2 separate regions of the Mus musculus genome follow, and region 2 is linked to region 1. The links are chromatin contacts, called in public Hi-C maps. All regions are on one chromosome and are shown on one strand. The core of a region is the stretch at or near the end of the contact, and the rest is flanking DNA. Distances in the headings are between cores, read along the strand shown. Region 1 overlaps Necab1 (N-terminal EF-hand calcium binding protein 1). Region 2 overlaps A530072M11Rik (RIKEN cDNA gene A530072M11).

Region 1 (4,782 bases), core at 1,245-3,744:
AGAGGAAGAAATATGTTACTGTCTTTTGTCCTTAATGACTATGTTTCTAGCTACAATAAACCTAATATTGGTAGCTGTTGGTCATCACAATTTATTTAAGTGTAACTCAACTCCTATACTTAAAAGTATTCCAGTGCTGTACTATGTCACAATCTAGTAAATTTACTAACAAATATGCAATTTTAAATATGACATGAAGGAACTTTTTATTCTATTACATAAACAGTTCCTGGTGATTTTAGGTAGCACAGAAAATATAACTCTCACTATCAGTGTTTGGAAGTGCTAAATATAGTAATAAAGGTAAGAGAAGTCTGGGAAGTTCAACTGATTTGTATTTCATCTTACATTGTTTTTTGTGGCTTCAAGGGGCAGTCCAGGGACGCAGCAGAGTGCTTGCCTGGTGAGAAATAATTGGCACTCACTGTGTAGTAATGAAGACACAGTCAGTACCAACTATAGCACTTCAGGCAGGGACCCTGACAGCAACTCCAAGCATTCTGGCCTTGTTAAAGATAGTTTAAATCCCACCTCATTCTCCAATCATGGAAAATTTACAGTTCCTGTTCTTTACATATGAACATATCAAGTTGCTTTTCATTTGTCCATTTCTCCTGGGATTTAGCCTACCTCCCAATGTAGCATGTCTAATATGCTTATCCTAAATGCCTTTCATTTAAATTTTGTGACAATTACTACTCTGTAGATTCTACTAAAGTTAAATAAGCATCAAGAGCAGACTATATCTGGGCATTTAGTTCAAACCACTCCAAATCTTGACATCAGGTTGGATTTGATCTCTGCTGTACTCTACCTAGGAAGGTTTAAATACGTGCAGCTTTAACCTGCAATCATTTTGCAGCCACCTCCAGACGAATTACAGCAAGACGTTCCAAAGAAGCAACGTGGATTTCTTGGAAACTCCAGAGCTCACATCTACCATGCTAGTTCCTGGTAACTATCCTGGAGCGTGCTCCATGCTTCTATGTGCTTTGCTGCCACCACTGCCCTGTCTTATAAGACAGCATGATCTCCCACACTTAATCAGTGGTGTTTTCTGTCCTGTTCCTTCATTTTCAATTTGAGGAGGGGAAAGAAATATTTTATTGTCTTTTGTCCTTAATGACTTTTTGTTTGTAGCTACATTAAACCTAGTGCTAGTAGTTAGTTGGTCACCACAATTTTAGTAAAATCTAAGTCAACCTATATACATAAAAAAGTATTCAAATGCTTTCTTATTACAATCTAGTATGCTGAATGCAATTTGAAATAAGTGATCATAGAATTATGTTAGAAAAGTTCATTATAATAGTTATGAAAATGATGTTTGTAAGTGGGAGAAAGAACAGGAGGAGACATGTTTGGAATGAGATTGTCTTATAAATCTGGGAAAAGCGTAAGATTGCTGAGAAAGTTCACCTGCTGCCTACCCACTGACTCAGTCACTAACTAAGCATATATTTACTGAGTACGATTGAGAGCTTGACCGTGGGGCTCCTGGGATACTTAAGCTAGCTATTGGCACTGCTGGGATCCTCTTCTGACTGAGCATTTTGCTAGGAGCTAACTAACTACAGAGTAAAAACATAGTCTCTAAGGATAAAGGCTGTCTATCCAGTTTAAAATATATGTACATATATACATGTACATATATACATATATATGTATATATATCCAGTTTAAACATATGTCTATATGTTTTTATATGTGTGGAAATATATACATATTTACAAAAAGCACACATTTACATAAAATAAAACACAGTTCAAAGCACAAAATAGTTATCACTAGAAGCAACACTTGCTTTATAGACTTAAAGAAGTTACCTTTCTCAACTTGAAGGTAGAGAGTATCTTAGATATATGGACAAAAATTTTGAGTTCCTGGAGTTTCTATAAATGGATAACAACATGGTCGAATCAGTAATAACTGACAGCTAGAATAGAAATAGCCATCATGGAGTGGTAACTGACCAAGCAGGACAGTGACCCAGGCCAGGGAAGAAAAGAACCCACCCCAGGATCCTTCCTGCTGGGATGCCAACTGCAGAACCACAGTAAGATGCATTCTGAATGGGGACATGTACAGATAAGAACTGAGAATCTGAGAGTTTCTAAAATCGGAAAATGGCAGCTATGATGTTTAGAAAAACAAAAGTAAGATATATTTCAAGTAAGCCAAATACCATTCAGACATAAGCATAGAAACCAGCCAGAGTATATCCCTTTGAAACTCAAAAGTCAAATGATGCATGCTGAAATAGAGCAATGCAGGCCCATCAACTGTCAGACGCCACACAGACAGGAGGCGTGTAAAGTACTCAGTTAAGGAACCAGAATATCCTTGCCATAGAGGGAAGAAGGTCCCCAGGAAAGGAGGTCCCAGTACAAGCAGTCAGAAACTTTAAACAAAGCTGACTCCTTGCCGCCTGCTCTTTACCAAGCCATGCCTGTAGTGGGGCTTCTTTGCCATTGGTATGTTTGCATATTTACACTCATTGGGGAACACATTTATAATATTTGTAATACATCCATTTGCTTAGACTGAAACAGGTATAGAAATACATTATGTTGTTTCCTAACAACTGCTAAGATTAGGAAGATTGCAACATCAAAGTGTTTATAATCTTGTTACAAAGATGAATATATTACGTATATTCATATATTATAAAGTCTTAGACAACAAAGTACAAAAACCCACAGTATAATTACACAGGAATAACTCCTTATCTCAAAGCACCTAAAATTTAAAATGAGAAAAGCAATTCTGCAGACTGAAGATAAAGGGATAAATGGTCTCTACAGTTTGGACTTTTTCCGCCCTAAAACCACATATTATCATTTTTTTTCTCCTTTCAGCTTCATGGTGGATCCTGAACAACAATTAGATGTCCCTACACAATGTCTTTATTGTTCCAAGTGTAAGTGTTCTTATCTGAAACGTAAACTGGGAAGTTCTCTGTGGTCGTCAATCAGCTGCATACCTTTGTTCACTGTGTGTTGGCACACTCTTTAAAGTGTATTCTGCAAAATTGTTGCTCTTGATATTTGATGGCAATTGATCTGCTACATTGTGATCAATCATTATAACAAAATCCAAATATATGAAAATGGTATATAAATAAAGTAATAAAATGTGATAATTGTGGTAAAAATGCTAGGTGAGAACTTCTAAAACATAGGCCAGGGTTTGTAAACTGGCAGTGTTCTCAACCTTCTGATTGCTGCGACCCTTTAATACTTTCCTCATATTGTGACAACCCCAACCATAAAATTATTTCATTGCTACTTCATAACTGTGATTTTGCTACTGTTATGAATCATAATGTAAATATCTGATATGCAGAATATCTGATATGCTACCCCCAAAGAAGTTGCAACCCACACATTGAAACCCACTGCTCTAAAGGATTACATTTGTGCTTTGTGACTTTTTTCAGTGACACATTTTTCTGTGAGAGAAACATTCTTTTTCCATATGGTCCTCCAACTATTTGCTTTATAATTCCTTTAATATTAACATAAATGCATAAAACAGCCTAGGCTATAGCCTATAGAAGCTCTGTCTATCTCTCATGTTGTAAAGTGGTATTTTACAAGTGAACAATCTATAGTAACTTAGGGCATTTACTAATGTAAAACCTTTATTTGTAAGTATTATGATTCTCATATATAAGCTAGACATTATTGAGCAAAGAGGAGAGCTTTACTTCAGGGAAATTAAAGTTTATGTCAGAAGGCTTTGGTATGCGACCCATATAAATAGCTATTCTTATAAAAAATGAGCACTTGAATTTAAATGAAGATTTTTAAATTCAGAACTTTAAATAGAGTAGAACTTCAACTCAAATGAATAAAGAAATTAAAACAAGCACAAAAGTTTACAACTGAATACACCTATTTTGTAAACTTTCCTAAGGCAACTAAGATAAACTATCCCCCTTATCTACTCTTCCCTAGAGGTTCTGCTTATAGACTCTGCTACAAAAATACACATGCAACTACTATCACGTGATGCTCTCATACAAATGCTTATAAATCTCTGAGTCTTAAGGGAAAATATACATAAAATGTTTTTTAACAGTTGGAATACCTAGGGAAATAGAGAGTTTGAATGAAAATTTCATTTCATAACTATGAGATGAGAATACCATCTCTAAGTACTTTGTGGAATAGTTTTGTATATTCAATCCTCATAAATCGATGTAAAATTTCATAGCTGTTAGACACTAGCAATTTTTACACGCACACATGCACTGCATTCAGATTGCAAGGGGGCAAGCAGTATGAAGCAGAGCTTGCCGCAGCTCTTCTGTCACAGGTGTGCAAGACAAGACATCACTGGAGTTATCTGATGGCTGCTGAGACTTCCTGTCCATCGTGGGAAAGGGAAGGGGACAGCAGAGCTCTCCTACAGCACAGGGGACGTACTGTGGTCTCTGTGATAAGCTCTGAAGCGCAGGAGGCTGTAATCACACATGCTTCTGGAAAATCCTGGGATAAATGCTTTCACAATGAGGACTGCAACCAATCGCAATGCTGTCCTAACTGGTTCACTTCATATCTAACCCAAAAATTCTATCAAGTGTTTTGTACACTAGGTAGTTTTTCAAAGTAGGAGTTAGTCTACTGAAAAGTAGAGTAGTCGAACTGAAAAGGGCGCTCTTCCCAGAAACAGAGTTTGGAGAAAGGCCCTCTGGTTACAAATTTGAATGAGGTCTGTAAATATATTAAAGTAGAATCAAAAGGACCTGAGGGAAAACAGCAAATAATTAACTTGTAG
Region 2 (4,782 bases), core at 1,363-3,862, 1.2 Mb before region 1:
TTCTGCAGGAAGCATTTTACCTACTGGGCCACACCCCAGCTCAAATATTTCTAAACAGGAACTTGGTAACTGAGAAACCAGAACTTGAAATATGTATACCTGGTATTCCCGCATGCTTTCAATCCAGGAATTGTTCCTGGATTTAATTCCACAAAGTTTAAGTTAGTACTGAGAATACACTGTTGAAGAGACACATTAACACTTTAAGGATACTAGCCTGTACATCCTTAGCAGAGATAGCCTTGCTCACAGCTAAACAAATTTTCATGTAACAGTATACTAAGCAGTATTAAACCATTCTACTCTATTCTTAGTAGACTCATAACATTTTAATAGAAGAATGATCCATATATAATGCAAAAATATGACTTCCTGAGTTCATAGCTGGACTATCTTATTTAGCAGCTGGGGGACAATGTAGGGGAAGCTAAGCTCCTGTTCCACAATTGGTTCTTGATTTGTCAGTAAAGAAAGCCAGGGGCCAATTGTTGGGCAAGGGAGACAGGCAGGACTTCCAGGTCCCAGGAGGAAAAGGCAGACACAAGGAAGGAGAGGGGAAGTTTTTGCATTGCTTTGGAGGGTGAAGAAGCCAACAGCCATGTGAAGGAGGAGAAGCTGGGCCTGTGCCCACTACTACACACGGGCAGTCAGGAATGTTTGGAAGGGGCTAGGTGGGACTAGCCACTGAAATTTAGGGTAGGTAGGAGAGGAGATTAAACTATTACTAAGGGCACGCTTTTTCAGGCAGGAGATAGTAATGCCCAGCAATTGTGTCCTAAGGCAGGTTGAAAAGGAACAAACTGTGTGTGTGTGTGTGTGTGTGTGTGTGTGTGTGTGTGTGTGTGTGTGTGTTTTGTCCAAAGATTAAAGGGAAGCCAGACGGGACTGGTAGTGGGTCACTTCCTGGAGCTAAAGGCGGTAGCATAAAACCACATACCATAGGACAATACACAAATAACAGCCCTGTATCTCAATATCTCCATCAGTAAGCTGTGAATAACAGTAGCCCTTGCTAGAAAGTATTGTTTTACATACATTATTATGTGGAAGTTCCTCGTTCACAAGTTCTGTTCTTTGAAAAGGCCATAGAGGCAGCACTGCCTGAGATACAATAAGGGCTGATAGTTGGCTAATTACATCACCCTTCTCTAGGCAAAGGCAGCAAGAAACCCATCTACAGTGATGCAAAGCTACATTTACTGATTCATTGCAAGCAGGAAAAACAAGTTTCTAGGGACACAGAGGGAATCTCAATAAGACCCTGTTAGGAAGAACTTCCTATAGGAGTTGAGCCTAGGGAGCATCCAAGGAAATGGGTATCCTCTTCAGACTAGATACTGTCTAGGAGGAGGGATCGTTTTGATTGAGTGCTTAACTTTCTTATCCAGTCACTGAAAGACAAAAGCCGAGGTAGTGCCATAATTGGAAAAAAGGGCAGTGATCACTCATTGTTAGCAAGGAATGGAGAGCATTTGCTCATCTTCTTGGTTGGTAATGTTCATATTTTTGCCTATTCAGACATTCCCATGAAGATTCCCATGAAGAATCTATTTCTGTCCAGCTTCACTACATGCTCTAAGTTGTCTCAGCTGAGGTTAGTGTCCTGTGGAAGTGTTTACCTTCCCTCAGGAGAGCATACATTCAAGCTAAGTACTTAGAAAGCTCCTGGTTAGCAGAGACTTGTTTTCCTGTTTTTCAAACCAGATAAGAAAGTTTTGATTAAATGGCAGGGCTGGTAAGAAAATAGTAGCTATCATTGCTACCTTGTTGAGCTTAATTTAAAGCCCTTTCTTTAATAATCATTGTGTAAGTTGAGCTTCAGAACAGTTCAAGTATGTGGGGGGCAGAGGGGGGTTTCTCTTACCTCCAGAGGTTCAATAGATAATGTATGTCATGCAAATGACCCCTCCTTGATATAAAGCCTGCCTTCTGGAGTTGTGATGCAATACTTCCCTGGGAAGCTGCATACTTCAGCTCCTTTTAACAATTCTGGAACAATATTGGGTCACAGATGCTTCATGGTGCTTTGTATTTTCCAGCTACACTTCAACTTCTCCCGAGAAATCTCTTAGACCACTGGTGTTGGATCTCTGATTAATCACACTTCCTGCTTCCTCGAGGCTGTGCTAGCCTTCTCTGTTAAGACCTAATCGCCACAGGCTACTTCAGTAGGGACAGCTTTGCCTATTGTCCACAGTCCTGTCTCTGCCCCAAACAGGATCTTTAAAAGGGTACTAAGCTCACATCCTCTTTCACAGACTGGCTTCCTAAAGAGAAAATCACTGTGCCTTAAAAGGTAGTATAACTCAGCATGTCTTGCTTATAACTTTGGAATGACAGGGAACGTGATTTTTGAGCTATGGAAAAAAAAATAGAAAAGCAAACTATTCTGTTAAATTCAGGCACTGAAATTCCTAGATTTAGACTAGCCAACTAGTTATATGTACGTTCCTGCACATTTCGAGAAACCTGCCAAATAAAATCCCACAGGAAAATGGAAATTCCCAGGAAAATTTTGTACTAATGATTCTTTGTCCAGCACCATCTTTTTGCATGTGGGAATTCCCCTAGTCACTCTATTTCTCTCATTAGACACTGTACAAAGTGAAAGTGAAAACAGATTATCATCGAATGAAAGCAGTTCCCAGAAAGAAAATGGACTCTGAGCCCAATACATGTGCTCCAACATCCCAACCCTGCAGCTCACAAACTGTCACTTCTGGAAATTCACACTATCACTATGAAGGCCACTTTTCTTAATCTGTCCATGGTTTTTTCCTGATGTTGAAAGGAGAAGCCTGAACTTTCAGCAAAACACGACCTTGTGAGCATGTTCTGGCATCTGATCTTTCCTAGGACAGTCAAAGCATTTTGAATGCAGAGACAACATTTGTATTCTTATTATTACTTCCAGCACTTGGGATAACAGTATATTAAATGTCTATTAGATGTGTTGCCTTGGAGTATTGGGCTGGAGTTATGCATTACCAGGCAGGTCCAATTTTCATTTGCACACCTCTTAATATCAACTGAATGCCATACACCATACCTATTTAAGACACATTTAAAAATCACATGTTTCTAGTATTTATAGGCAACTAAATGTACTAATGAAATAGTGGGTATTCAGTACTGTTTATCTCCCTTTTCTATTCATCAAAATAAGGGGATTTTGAAGTAAATTATCTTCTCTGTATTCTTTACCATAATAAGCCAAACATAATTTGAGGACTAAAATATAGTTGCATTTAGAAAGATTTTTCATTTATCAAGAAGAAATTATTAAACACGGTTACCTCAGCTAATTCTATCTTATATTTCCCTGCTTTGAGAGTATATGGAGATCAACAAAGGAGTGATTCATTGGTATTCTGACCTATCGTTCTAACCTTATAGTCAGCTTTTTCCTATGACACTGTTGGGCTAGAGAGATTGTTCAGCAGTTAAAGAGCACTGGCTGTTCTTACAGAGGAACATTCCCTGCGTCCGACGGCAACTCACAGCTATCCGTAACTCCAGAAGGTACTCCCTCTTCTGGCTTCTGTGGGTACCAAGCATGGTGTACAGAAATACACAGAAAAATAAATTAAATTAGGAATTTTGGCCAACTGTGATGGCAAACACATTCAATTCCAGCACTTAGGAGGCAAGGTAGTTGGATTTCTGTGAGTTCAAGGCCAGCCGGGAACTACATAGTGAGTTCCAGAAGAGCCAGAGCTATGTAGAGAGACCCTGTCTCAAAAAGCAAAAGTAATTAATAATAATGATGATAATGATGATGATGACCTAAAATGTTCTTCGATGGATATATGATTAAATAACTATAGTATGCCCACACTGTGCAGTACCACTCAGCAATTTATTAAAAGCTATTGATACAAACAAAATGTCACATGGAATTCCAAGATATGATTCTGAATAATCTAAAACAATTTGAAAAAAATACATATTTTACAATTCTACTAACAATTTGCGGTTTGTGTATGAAGCGGCCTTCCAAAAGCCCATGCATTAAAGGCTTACTTCCCAGCTGGTAGCACTACAGAGAGGTGGCTAGATCATGAGGCTTGCTTCACTTATTGATAATCTATTGATCAGCTTATAATGAAGGGGTTCATAGAAATCATGGCCCTACTTAAAGAAAGCAGGCCACTGCAGACATTGCCAGTATGCTGTCTGTGAAAGATAAAGAGTGTCCCTCTCCTTCCATTTTTCTCTATACTTCCTAGTGAACAGGTTTGCACTACACAGGATCCCTGCCATAACGTCCTGGCTCGTTGGACCCCAAAAGCAGTGGTACTACCAACCATGAACCATAGCTCTGAAACCACAAGGCAAAATAAACTCTTCTTCCTTCAGGTAGACTTTCTCAAGGAATGGGTCACAGTGACAGAAAAGCAATTTTGAATCAGCAAAATTAGACAAGGAAAACAGATTCAGTGTTTACAGAAATTTTCCTTCTGAGAGCCATGAGGGATAATCGGTTAAATTCCTCTCTCCTAGCCTGTGGTAACTTCAGTCATTTTTTGATTTACTGCAGTTGCCTTTGTTCCTGTATCTTCACTCTGTTGTCCCTCTATGCATGGCTATCTTGGTATTAAATATCTATTCTTTATTATTGGAGCGTCCTACTAGATACCATAGGCCCACAGGCTGACCCCCAACCCAGGAGCCTACTGCCTCAATCTCCAAAGTAATGGGATTTAGGGCACATACCGACACATCTGATTCATTTTTTCCTATATCAACAGTCATCTTTGATTAAGGCCTAGACTTTATCTT

Evidence for each region. A called contact is a pair of places that touch in the nucleus more often than the background predicts.
Region 2: a contact with region 1 is called in a Hi-C map of the G1E-ER4 cell line, with 3 times the contacts expected there. The contact joins two enhancer-like sites. A contact is called at or near these places in 1 of 15 datasets of contacts at CTCF or cohesin (large pre-B cells), 1 of 484 Hi-C or Micro-C datasets (the G1E-ER4 cell line) and 2 of 115 datasets of contacts at active chromatin or transcription factors (embryonic limb bud and stem cell-derived neural progenitor cells).

The regions. Positions count from the first base shown.
Region 1 is chr4:14,953,998-14,958,779 of GRCm38.p6, reverse strand. Necab1 (N-terminal EF-hand calcium binding protein 1) reads left to right here. Exons shown (of 13, transcript NM_178617.4): 12 at 863-954; 13 at 2,859-4,782. The coding sequence ends at 2,887. Among named protein-coding and RNA genes, the nearest start is that of Gm11837, 26 kb to the right of the region's middle. Within about 2 kb of position 2,494, at least 4 of the 459 cell types and tissues checked have an H3K27ac peak or open chromatin away from gene starts, as enhancers often do. A contact at or near this core is called in the G1E-ER4 cell line, where this site is marked.
Region 2 is chr4:16,166,446-16,171,227 of GRCm38.p6, reverse strand. The region is part of intron 1 of A530072M11Rik (RIKEN cDNA gene A530072M11); the gene reads right to left. Among named protein-coding and RNA genes, the nearest start is that of A530072M11Rik, 4.7 kb to the right of the region's middle. Within about 2 kb of position 2,612, at least 105 of the 459 cell types and tissues checked have an H3K27ac peak or open chromatin away from gene starts, as enhancers often do. A contact at or near this core is called in the G1E-ER4 cell line, where this site is marked.